Regions from separate parts of the Ovis aries genome. Here region 2 is linked to region 1. Evidence: chromatin contacts called from public Hi-C data. All regions are on one chromosome and are shown on one strand. Each heading gives the region's core, a stretch centred on a gene start, on an enhancer-like site or on the middle of the called end of the contact. The rest is flanking DNA. Distances are from core to core; before and after follow the strand shown. Region 1 has its middle 170 kb from the start of HAS2. Region 2 holds the start of HAS2 (hyaluronan synthase 2).

What was found. A called contact is a pair of places that touch in the nucleus more often than the background predicts.
Region 2: a Hi-C map of tail adipose tissue shows a contact between it and region 1, with 5 times the contacts expected there. The contact joins the promoter of HAS2 here to the enhancer-like site in region 1. A contact is called at or near these places in 4 of 16 Hi-C or Micro-C datasets (hypothalamus, skin fibroblasts and tail adipose tissue).

The regions. Positions count from the first base shown.
Region 1 is chr9:30,932,631-30,938,919 of ARS-UI_Ramb_v3.0, reverse strand. No RefSeq gene overlaps it. Among named protein-coding and RNA genes, the nearest start is that of HAS2, 170 kb to the left of the region's middle. Within about 2 kb of position 4,244, at least 6 of the 54 cell types and tissues checked have an H3K27ac peak or open chromatin away from gene starts, as enhancers often do. A contact at or near this core is called in tail adipose tissue, where this site is marked.
Region 2 is chr9:31,104,087-31,110,236 of ARS-UI_Ramb_v3.0, reverse strand. It overlaps HAS2 (hyaluronan synthase 2), which reads right to left and starts at 1,937. Exons shown (of 4, transcript XM_004011666.5): 1 at 1,373-1,937. It overlaps LOC121820331 (a long non-coding RNA gene), which reads left to right and starts at 1,838. Exons shown (of 2, transcript XR_006060817.2): 1 at 1,838-1,950.

The sequences.
Region 1 (6,289 bases), core at 2,995-5,494:
GTTAAGACATCCTAACCAAGAAGATGAAATGCTTTTCCACTTACTGAGTTTATGCCTATGTCTTCTTAGTGTGTGTCTAAAACAGGTTTTCTACTTTTTAAGTTTATGCATGTGCTATTTCACTTCATTTTATTTTCCTATTAAAAGTTAGATTGGCTCTGCCACTATTTCCTTCATCTGACTATCTTTGTATATATGTAGGTTGTTTCTCTTTGCAAATTTTATACCCTCTGGTTTGCTAAACTGCCTTGTTTGTAGTAGCCTATTAAGTTATTTAGATTTTCCAGGTTTATAATTTTCTAATGTGAAAATAGAAATTGTTTCACCTTTCTTTTTCCTCTATTTGCCTTTTTTAAATTTGCTTTTTATAATATAATCATATGAGCTAATTCCTTCAATACAGTGTTGAATGGTAGGGGAGAGAATGGGTAGTGTTGGCTTGTTCCATGATGAATATCCTGAGATTTTTATCTCAACATAGCTTTGGAGGCAACAAGGTAAAACTTGCCTTCAGACTCAAGCAGTCATGGTTTGAAATTATGCCTCTACTTACTGGCTCTATGGTTTTGGGCCAAGAGCTTAAACTGTCTGAGTTTCAGTTTCCCCATCTGTAGAATGGGAGTGATAACTTATAATTTGCCTTTGTGTTTTGGAAATGAATTGCAATGACTAACACGATGACTGGTACATGGTGGATATGACTAATATGATGACTGGTACATCAATAAACGTTTGTTCTCTATTTTTGGGTTCTCTCTGAATGAACTGTCCATCACCTGAGGATTCCTCAAGACTGAAAGCAGAATTAGAGAAGCCTAAACTGAAGACAGTGCCACATTTACAGTCCTGAGTGAGTCTGGCATAGGAGGCACCATGGAGACCAACTATTCTGAGCTGAAATTTCTAGGTAGCAAGCCATCAAATGCTTCAAGCAGAAAATAGGTGTATCCAGCTTCAATGAAAGATCTGGCTGTTATCCATGCAGTGCCCTCTGGTGGTTAGGCTAGTGCTGTAGTTTAAAAAACTGCCTTGAAACTGATTATTAATAAAAATAATTTGGTGGCTCAGTGGTAAAGAATCCATCTGCAATGCAGGAGATGTGATTTCAGTCCCTGGGTCGGGAAGATCCTCTGCAGTAGGAAATGGCAACCCACTGCAGTATTCTTGCCTGGGAAATCCCATGGACAGAGAACTTTGGCAGGCTGTAGTCCATCAGGTTGCAAAAGAGTCGGTCACAACTGAGCAACTAAATAACAACAACAAATCAATATTTAGGGATTGCTTTCCGTCTTCTAGGCCTGCCAAATAATTGACACGTATTCCCTCATTTTAATTCTAATAAAATCCTATGAGATATGCACCTATTGGCCTTTTTGGCCAAGTAGGATATTGATACTTACAGAGGTTAATTAGCTTAACCCAGATCACGAAGCTAATTATGGGGGTATGGGGTGCTGAGATTCCACACCAGTATGTTTGAATCTTATCTACTGTGCTATTCTATATGCAACAGTATAAAAATATAAAATAAGAAGAGACTTAGAAGCTAGAGCAATTCCTCCCCCTTAATGGGCAGATGAATAAAGGCCCAGAGAGAAAGCTGCACAGTTAGTTATTAAACAATCTGAGCTACATTCCTAGGTCTCCTGACTCCTAATATTTGTTCTTTTGATTGCACAAAAGCTGCCTGGCCTTATTTGATTTAATTTGCCTCTCCTGTGATTGTCTTACATTTCCCCAGGATAGTAAGACAGCCCTACCTATCGTTACAATAAAAAAAGGGGGAGTTGAGGGAATAACCAAATTTGACAACTCATTAACTACACTTTATTAAAGGGATTTAATTGCTGACCTTATATCCTGTTTTCAGCTTTCTTCTCCAGTAGCAAATATCAATTAAATTCTAATAACAAAGAGTCTCATTGCAGTTGACAAATAATCCTTTTCAGGAGAATTGCCCTCCGTGACTCTCCACAGGCAAAACTTACATTCTTGCAGTCACAATTCTTAGCTGTTGTTTCCTCTAACATCTGATGTGACAGGCCTGCCAGGACGAGAACCAGACTTGCCCTCTGAGGGCATTTTCCCATATAATGAGGTGGCCCTTGCAGAAATCACTCTGCCCATGGTGACAGGTCACTATAACTCCTGAGTGCTGACCATACGGCTGCCTATAATTTGCTCAGTTCATCAGCATCTGTACAAAATGGATTTCTTAGAATGATGCCCTGATTTTATAGTGAAGTTGTTGACAATATAACAGTTGACAAAGCATGAGGATGAAAACTAGATCCCTGATGGCAAGTTTCAGGGAGACAATTTTAACTCATTTGTAGATAATCTTTTGTAACAACCAGAACATATAAAAATGTTATGTACTGTTTAGAACTTACTGGCCTCCAACCATTGGTTGGACACTTGCTCATTAACTGGTCAGAATATGGTATGAATGACCCAAACTAGATGATTTTCAAATTATTTTCCATGCCTTAGCATACATGCTTCTTTGATTTAATCATAGCTTTTCATCCAATGTCAATTGCTCTTAATTCAGTCGAAGCAAAAATATACTATACTTACCTAGCTATAGACTTCAAAAATTATAAAAACAGTGAAATATTACTATCAGGTTGTACATAAACAAGAGATGACCACTAATAGTTTTGTGTGAAGCTCAACATTTTGTCATTTTTGATGTTAGGCAAAGGAAAAGTGACAGAGCTTATAGTTTCAGGGAACTTTAGTTGAATAATTATTAGCCAGACCATGTGAGTTCATAGTGGCACGAGGGACTCAATATCTCTTGCACAAAATATATGGGGAAAATGTGATGAGTTCCAATATCTCTTTTAATTTTAGTATTCTGTGTTTCTAGAAATGACTGAGAAGATCATCAGTTGTTAAGTGAATAAATGTAATAATAAAATCTATACTAGATTAAGAGCTATGAAATCTGTGTTTAGTCGTGTTCTTATTTTATTCTATGTGCATATACATCTTTTACTCTTGTTTGTATAGCCTATCTATATCTATATATTTTAAAGAAATCTAATCATGTCACGTGAGGAACAATGGAATCAGTTGAAGGTATTAAACCAAATGAAGAGAAAACATGAGAATTATGTAATAGGAGTTTTTAAATGTAGAAAGGTCCATTCTGTCAGCAGGATCCAACTTATTTTGTATGACTCTAATAGATATAGGTTAGGAGAAGAAAATTCCATGTGGATTTAACAAACTTGCTACCAAGTTGTTGGAGGGTAGAATAATCCACCTCGCTTTTCAGCATGCTTCACATCAGTGAAAGTTTCAGGTACATCAATGCTGTTTGAATAGAATATTGAATAAGGAATTCAAAGATCACGTTCCTTGCCACCCTGCACTCTATCGTTCCATGGATCTAGTCCTACGCTGTCATTTATGAAGTAGCAGCAACAAGTCCTCCTGTAGTCAATCAAATCCTTTCAGAAAAGTTCACTACTCTCAGAGAATCTCTACAAGCCAAACAAAGGGGTCATGGTCTAATCTTTGATAGTTCATAATCCCTCCTGTAGCTACTCTACATTGAAGAGAAAGAAATTACCCCTAAATAAAGTTCCCTTGCGTTTAAGTTCCACAAAACCTGAGGCTCCACAACCCTCGGTCTTTAATTCACTCCTCCTGGGTGGAATCAAACTTCATCATGCCACAGAGTGAAGGGATACCTACCACAGTCAGGAAACTAACCAGGGAAGTATATCTGTCAGAACCTCTAGCCACCCAGAAGGAGCTCCAAGAATCTTAATCCTTAGTGAACCGTCAAACTCCGGGGCAAGCAGTTTATAGCTGGGGATTTGTTTGTTTATGCAAATTTCATCATAAATCACCTCATCCTTAGCTATAGCCCAAGGCTAAAGCCAAGGTGCCTGTGCAGCTTTATCATTGGGTCATAAAGGTTCAGGATTTATGGGACAAACCAGCTATGCATTGACTCAACTTTTTATTAAGTTACTCGAACTCCCGTTTTCCAGAGGAAGAAACCAAGATCTCAAGTATGAGAGACTTTCCTTAGTCATTAGGAGTTTGTGGAGACAGACATTCTGCCATCTGATGCTCCATTTCCTCTCCAACTAATCTGCTGAGATCAGTGACTTAAATTCCTGTTAACGTTTCAAAAGCCCGTACTGGTAGGAAGGATGGTGACATTAGGTCAGAGGATAAGCCCTCATTGCCTCTAATCGCTGACTGTGTAGCCCTGTATCACAGGATGTTGCTAAACAGTCATAAGGCATTCCTCCACTCACGTCATCAATTCCACGTTTCCTTGGTGAGGAGTCACAACATGTGTTTCTTGACAAAATGCTTTCTGTCTTAAGAGTATTTAATGATCTCTCTCTGCTGGCTCTGAGTGGTAATAACATTTTAGTGAATCAAAGGGATAGGTTTGATTTTAAGAGGGATGGGGATTAGTCCAAGGAAATAAAGAAAAGGAGGGAGATAAGATGCAGAAGACGCGTCACTATAAATCCCATCAGTAGTATTACAGTGCTGAATTTGTCTTGATGTGGTTACAAGTTTATGGGTACATTTCAGCTCTATCTTTCCCTCTGATACACACTCACTAATCCTGAAGGCTCACCTTCCATGAGGCTGAGTTTTCTTAGCTGAGAAAAGGAGTAACAATGCCCCCTGTCCACACACACACACACACACACACACACACACACACCCCTACATGCATATACTCATGCAATCTAGGTGTCTGTGAGAACTTAGTTAAATAAGACGGCATATGAAAAAATTCTTCTGAAACTTATCAAATAACATAATGTACTAATATACTAAGTACACATACTAATGTACTAAGAGATAATTATGTGTGTAAGACTGACAAAGAGGTAGCAACAAATACTCGGTTACCACAAGGAGTCATCTGATGTCAGCACCTCAACCTAGACTCATTTGGATTATAATCTTTACTCCATCACTTTCCAGTTATGTGGCACTAAACAGTTTATTTAAATTCCCCAAGGCTCATTTTCACCATTATTAAAGCATAGACAACAGTTTCTTCTCTGTCTACCTCCCAGGGTTCTTGTGAGGAAGGGGTGAAGCAAGAGATATGAAATAAAATGATGTTAAACTTAAAACCTAGACTGTGTCCACGATGAAAGGAATATATTATTATTTCAGAATCTTCAGTTCAGTCCATTTGCTCAGTCATGTCTGACTCTTTGCGACCCCATGAATCGCAGCATGCCAGGCCTCCCTGTTCATCACCATCTCCCGGAGTTCACTCAGACTCACGTCCATCGAGTCCCTGATGCCATCCAGCCATCTCATCCTCGGTCGTCCCCTTCTCCTCCTGCCCCCAATCCCTCCCAGGATTAGGCTCGAAAAAAAAGGCTCTGGACCTCTTGCTCCTCTGGTTGAGGAAAGATTCTAAGAGACCAGGCTTCCCAGGAGCGTTATAATCTCTTGCTTGTGAGCCTTCCCAGGTGGCATTAGGAGTAAAGAACCCGCCTGCCAATTATGCAGGTTAGGCATAACAGACACGCGTTCGATCCCTGGGTCGGGAAGATACCCTGGGGTAGGAAATGGCTACCCACTCCAGTATTCTCGCCTGAGAAATTCCGTGGGCAGAGGAGCCTGGCAGGCTACAGTCCATAGGGTCACACAGAGTCAGACACAACTGAAGCAACATAGCATGTGAGATAGTAGGAGGCAATGGTTCAGACAAGGGCTCTAGGGACACACTACTGAGATTTAAATCCTGGCCCTGCCATTTCCCAGGCATATGGCCTTTTACTTCTCTATGCCTCAGTTTTTCTGTTTGTTGTATGTATGCTCATTCAGTCGTGTTCGATTCTTTGTGACCCCATGGACTGTAGCCTGCCACACTCCTCTGTCCATGGGATTTCCATTTTCAAGGGATCTTCCTGACCCAGGGATCAAACCCACATTTCTTGCATCTCCTGCACTAACAGGTGGATTCTTTACCACTGCACCATCTGGGAAGTCCCTCTCTGTCTATTAAATTTGTATAAATTATAAACTCATACAGCTGTTTTAGACATTAAATGAGCTAATGCATATAAAGAGCTTAGAGCCCCTCTAAGTCCTAGCTACTGCTCTAAATGTTCCCTTTCCCAGGTGGGTGCAATCTAATTCAGACCTCCCTTCCCCAGAATTATCCACAAAACAAGTTTATCTCTAGGACCAGGGCACAGGAAGGCAGGTTAATATTATCCCTTGGTTTGCCTGTCAGAATTCGCCTCATCAAAGTGGCTTGGTCTTGGACGTTTAGAAG
Region 2 (6,150 bases), core at 688-3,187, 170 kb before region 1:
CGGCCCGTTTGGGGGATGGAGGGAGTGGCCGCGGGAAGCTGGCACCTAAGCCTGTGTAATAGGACCCGGGTCTTGTAAACCCTCCTCTCCAGGCACCGCCTCTCAGCTCCCAGCCCCTCTTTCCAGACTTAATTATCCCTTCAGAGCCATTTCCCCTCGGCTGCGTATCCTGGGCCAGAAGAACAGCCTCTCGCCTCCCAGTCCTCGCCCTCACACAGACCCTCCTTTCAGACCCGCCCTCCTGTTCACAGGGACCCATTTTGTAGCCCTCGCTCACGCTGGGCGGGAACCAGCTTGACGAATTCCGCCCAAGGTGTTGATTATCCATCCCAACCTAGCCTCTGGCTCGCCTCCCATCTTCACCCCCGGCTCCCAGTGGACCCCCAAGCCCCAGCCCGGGGCTGGGCGCTGGGCACGGCACCCCAAAGCCCCCACCCGACTGTGCCCCCCGCTGCAGCTGCGGAGAGAGGCGCCAGCGTGCCCGATGCCACGTCGGAATTGGCTCCCGGGACGATGCAGCTGCCTGCGCGCCACACACGGTCCCCATGCACGCCCTGCCCCCGGGGGCTCGGCGGCCGACTGCAGGGATGCGCGCTCTCCTCCCGCTCGGGTCTCCCAGTGCCACTGCCTGGGTCGGGGACCCCTGGCCGTAGTGAGGCTTCCTGAGCAGGGCTGAGCCCAGATAGACCCACTCTGACACTTAAACGGGGTGTAGAGATTGCAAAGAGGTGGGGGGGGGGGGTGGGTAGGGGAAAAAAGGGGGAGTGGCCGAGCGAGGCCGGTAGCCGCGCGGAGGTGGCGAAGGACCCTCCCTCCCTGGGGCCAGAACTGGGACCAGCGATCGCTTTAACCCTTTGCATTCCAAGAAACAGGCTTCCTTCCCACTTAGGAGGAAAACGCGCTAGGCTGTTCAGGGCTTTTCTCCCCACACAGAGTGTGGGAAAAAAGGGAGAGGTGATGAGAATGGAAGGGGGAAGGGGGCAGCAGTGGGGAATGTATTTTCCTTACACAGTGGAGATGCTTGTTTCCTAGCTCGGGAGCCCCTCGGCAGCTGCGGAAGATGTGGAATGGAAAAGTACATCCCGGGAAGTGCAGCCTTTCCCAGGCAAAGAGGTTACCTGTGTTCCCATAAAGGCAGCAGATTTCTGGCGAGCGCCGCAGAGATGGGACAAGCCCCGGGATAGGTTACTAAGCTTGCAAGGGATCCGAAATATCCCCTGATTTGCAGCCTGTTGGAAATGTTCAGACCTCAAACTTTTCTGTCGAACACGGACTTAAAATTGCGTTTAACTCTTAACGTGGGGTAATGACCCCCCTCCCTGGCCTATTCGAGGACCCTCACCGTTCACCGAATCGCGCCAGTGTAACGTACCTTGTTCAGCTCTTGGTCATAAAGTTGTCCTCAGCCTGTCTGTGTGGTCCTGAAGGGTCGGTGGCGGGCAGTTTCCAAAATTGAGGTAATAGGAGATCAGATGAATTTGAGACGACCGGCCAAGAAAAATAAAAAATTTAAAAACAACATTTAAAAAGGATAGGGGAGTCTCAAATGTTTAGGTATCCCCTACTTAAAATAAAATCACTAGTATTTTTAAATATTTCCGTTGCACTTCAATCTTCTAACTCTTAAAAGAAAATGTTATCTGTGCTTTGAAAATAACTTAACTTTATTTTATTTTATGCTCTAGTTCCTTCCCCCTAATATCAGAAAGTCTCTGCTCTCTTTTTGTATTAAAGGAAAAAAAAAAAAAAAAGCCTGGTAAAAAGTCAGCAGAACCCAGGAAGCGTAGAATCAGGAGAATGTCTTTGGCTGGGGCTGGTTCAAGTCCCTGGTTCAATGGGCTGCTGGAAGCCAGGACTGGGTAATTCTTTCCAGACGTCTTGACTTCTCCTTCCTCGCGGTTGTTGCCTTTCTGCCTCCTCCAACTTAAGGGGGTCTTAACAAGTGAGCTGGTGGGTGTTTTAATAGGGCGGAGGAGGGAATAGGGGTGAGGGGAGTGGAGAAGGGAGGTGCGGACTGGGAAACCGGAGGGGAGGGAACTGGGAGCGCGGGCGGGCGGGCGGGAGGCGGGGAGGGGGAGAGGGCGAGAGAAATTGGCCATTCAAAGCTCTCTCTGAGCTAGAGGCCGGTTCTAAACGCCAATGAATTCAATTAACTTGATTGCAAACGTGTGCAGAGCAATGCTGTGCACACAGGCGACCCACCACCTGAGTCCCTCCTTTCCTCCAGCGGAGGAGCAGGGAGGCCAGGCTGCGTAGACATCCCTGACTCTTCTGACTTACAGGGATTCCCACTTCTCGATGCACTGCCAGTTCTGTTTAAGTAATTTGCTTTAAGACCAAATGGTGCCCTTAGGCTAAGTAACGGCCCTGGGAAGGGAGAGCTGGGGTGTGTGTGTGTGTATGTGTACACCTGGAGCCTCCGAAAGCCGGCTGAAACTCTAAAAAATCTGTGACTGGTCTACCACTGGTTAACCCTTTCTTCCCTCCAACTCAAAAGTTTCTGAGCTGATGTCAAGTGTCAAAATTCTCCTTTACATAGAAGTTTCGCCTTGGGTAGGCGAAAGAGCAGAAAAATAATTGTTTTTTCCTTAACCTGATCCCCTAACATTAAAATACGCCAGCAACGAGCATTATAAATAAAATATAACAAAATAAAAATCGTCCTCTAGAGAACTCCAGAACAGCGCGCTTTAAAAAAAAAAAAAAAAAAAAAAAAAAGGCCGTGTCTAAGGAAGCTGCGTAAGTGGCTTTTGCTTCTTGAGAGACTTTTAAGAAGATAACAAGTCAGAATACTTATTTTTGCTTCGTGATGGTCTATTCGCGTCTTTCTTCCAAGGGCCCAAGGCGGGGGCTTAATTTTGTCCTTTCCTTTTACCCCTTTCTTTAGTTCTCTTTGGTCCTCGTCAAAAGCCTCCCGATGACTTCAAATGGACAGTAGGTGGCACTGTTTAGGAAAAAATGAAAGTGAGCTTACAAATTAACTATTTCGGTTTGGGGAGATTTCGCCGGTTATTATAGGATAAAAGAGATTTCTTTTTTCTTCCAACGTTCATTTGAGATGTGGACTTACTTCGAACCCGACTAGGCCTTGAAAGCTAGGTTCTTGCTCCTTATCACGTATCTTGTATAATAACGAACAAGTCAAATCGGAAAAGTCAGTAACCTGGGAGCGATGCTTTTTCAACACGTCCCGCAGGATGTGGTGGTGGTGGTGGTGGTGGTGGTGGTGGTGGGGTGGGGGGTAGGGGGAGAATGCTGTGAATAGAGGTCAAGAATTTTACTGCCGTACCTGGTGTCAGCCAACCCAGTCCCCAGGGGCCGACTTGCAAAGTACTACGCATTTCCGCCTATCCCTTCACCCCCACTCCCCACACACAGCGGTCACACCTCTGGCAAGTATTACCTTGGCCTGATGACTCTACAACGCGCCGGGGAAACCCACTTTCTAATTTTCTCCTGCAAACTTTGCAGCCTTCTGTCTTAGGTGGTCAACTCTTGAGAAACTGGCTTAAATTTCAGAGCCCAGTTTCATCTCACTGAATAAGAATTAGTGATTTGTAGTTGTATGGTTGTTTTTAAATGCTGAGTTATGATTGAAAATATATTATCTAACCTAAGTATTCTTACACATAACGTGAATTAAATGGACTTAGGGGTAGGGTGGAAATTGTGGGATGTCAAGTATCTAGCTGTGGAACCCCACACACAGGAACACAACCTCAGCTCTAAATTTCCATGAATATTATATGTAACACAGTGTTGTTGATTATTCCTTGGTAGCATTTAGTTTTTTCTGTGCTCAGAGTTCGAGTAATGAGAGCATTTAGTAAAACTGAGTTTCTTAAACAAAAATACACTTGTTATTTGTCCCCTTCTACTTGTAATTCATGATTCATAAAGCAAAAGTAAAATGTCTCCTAACACTAGATGAATATAAAAGCTAATTATACATCCATGCATTTCTATCAGTCTCCCCCGAGCCTAACAACACTCCCCCAAAAAAGAGAGGGAAAAGGATAGCACAATTTAAAGTCAGAGGAGAAAGCTCCTTGAAGGCAGAATATTGTTAACTGACAGATTTTCTTAGGGAATTCAGAATAAGAAAGACCTCACAAATCCCACTTTTGATGCATGATTGCATGATATAGGATCCATTTGTATAATCCTGGAATCATATTTCACCTCTTTAGACCTTTATTACCTAGCTGGTCAGTGGAGAAAATACCTACATTACAGAGTTATGAAGATAGAATGTATTAAGTTATATTGGCTTGGCCAAAAGGTTTGTTCAGATTTTTCTGCACGATGTTAGGGAAAAACTTGAACTTTTGGGCCAATCCAATGTTAGAAGATTAATGTGTTACCTCTCCTTTAGATAGAGCTTCCGAATGTAACCCAATGATTCTTAATATAACCAATCTGGATATCAAAAAAAAAAAAAAACTTTAGTACCCTTCTTCTTGCTTTCTATTCTTGATAAGCATTTCTATTCTTGATAAGCATTAACTAAAGCTTTATCCTATGCTCACTTATTGGACCTACTTCAGCTTTCTTCTGTCCCATCACTGACTCATAGATTAATTCCTCTGGGTGCCCCTAGATATACCCCAAACCTTCACATTTAACTGAAATTCCTCTCTGAGTCCTAGGCCTGAATTACAGCTACTAGCCAACTAATACTGATTCATAAGCAACAAATTAAAAGACATGAAGTCCAGTTCACAAACAAGCTGTTGTTGTTGTCAAGTCACTCAGACGTATCCAACTGTTTGCCACCCCAAAGACTGCAGTACGCCAGGCTTCCCTGTCCTTCAGTATTTCCCGGTGTTTGCTCAAGCCTATGTCCACTGAGTGGGTGAAACCATCCATCCATCCGTCTCATCCTGGCCAACTGAATAACATTTGATAGTTAATTTAAAGTTTAGCTTTCTGTTTTAAACATTAGCTGTTTGGACCAGAAAGTGACAGATGTTTTCAGGTTTTGATATTCTAAGGCCAACTTCATACAACCTTTATCTATTTCATTTTCAACTATGCAAGATAATGTAGCAAAAAACTTCAGAGGCAGATTTACTGGAGTCGGTGAGTTGTTACTGATCTCCTCCCTCTCACAACACAAAGTAAGTGTTTATATGTCTGAGAGACAAAGTTTCCATAACAAGGGTTTGTTTGTTTGTTTTTAAATTCTTCCATGAAGTGAGGTGAAATTCTACCATGGAGAGAAATCTGTGTGCAGGTCAAGAAGCAACAGTTAGAACTGGACATGAAACAACAGAACTGGTTCCGAATCAGGAGAGGAGTAGGTCAAGGCTGTATATTGTCACCCTGCTTATTTAACTAATATGCAGAATATATCATGTGAAATGCCAGGCTGGATGAAGCACAAGCTGGAATCAAGATTGCTGGGAGAAATATCAATAACCTCAGATGCAGATGATACCACCCTTATGGCAGAAAGCAAAGAAGAACTAAAGAGCCTTTTGATGAAAGTGAAAGAGGAGAGTGAAAAAGTTGGCTTAAAACTCGACATTCAGAAAACTAAGATCATGGCATCCAGTCCCATCACTTCATGGCAAATAGATGGGGAAACAGTGGAAACAATGAGAGACTTTATATTCTTGGGCTCCAAAATCACTGCAGATGGTGACTGCAGCCATGAAATTAAAAGACACTTGTTGCTTGGAAGAAAAGCTATGACCAACCTAGACAGCATATTAAAAAGCAGAGACATTACTTTGCCAACAAAGGTCCGTCTAGTCAAGGCTCTGATTTTTCCAGTAGTCATGTATAGATGTGAGAGTTGGACTGTGAAGAAAGCTGAACGCCGAAGAATTGCTGCTTTTGAACTGTGGTGTTGGAGAAGGCTCTTGAGAGTCCCTTGGACTGCAAGGAGATCTAGCCAGTGAAATCTAAAGGAAATCACTCCTGTATATCCACTGGAAGAACTGATGCTGAAGCTGAAACTCCAATACTTTGGCCACTTGATGTGAAGAACTGACTCATTGGAAAAGACCCTGCTGCTGGGAAAGATTGAAGGCCAGAAGAGCAGGGGATGACAGAGGATGAAATTTGAGTAAGCTCTGGGAGTTGGTGATCCACAGGGAAGCCTGGTGTGCTGCAGTAAATGGGGTCACAAAGACCTGGACACGA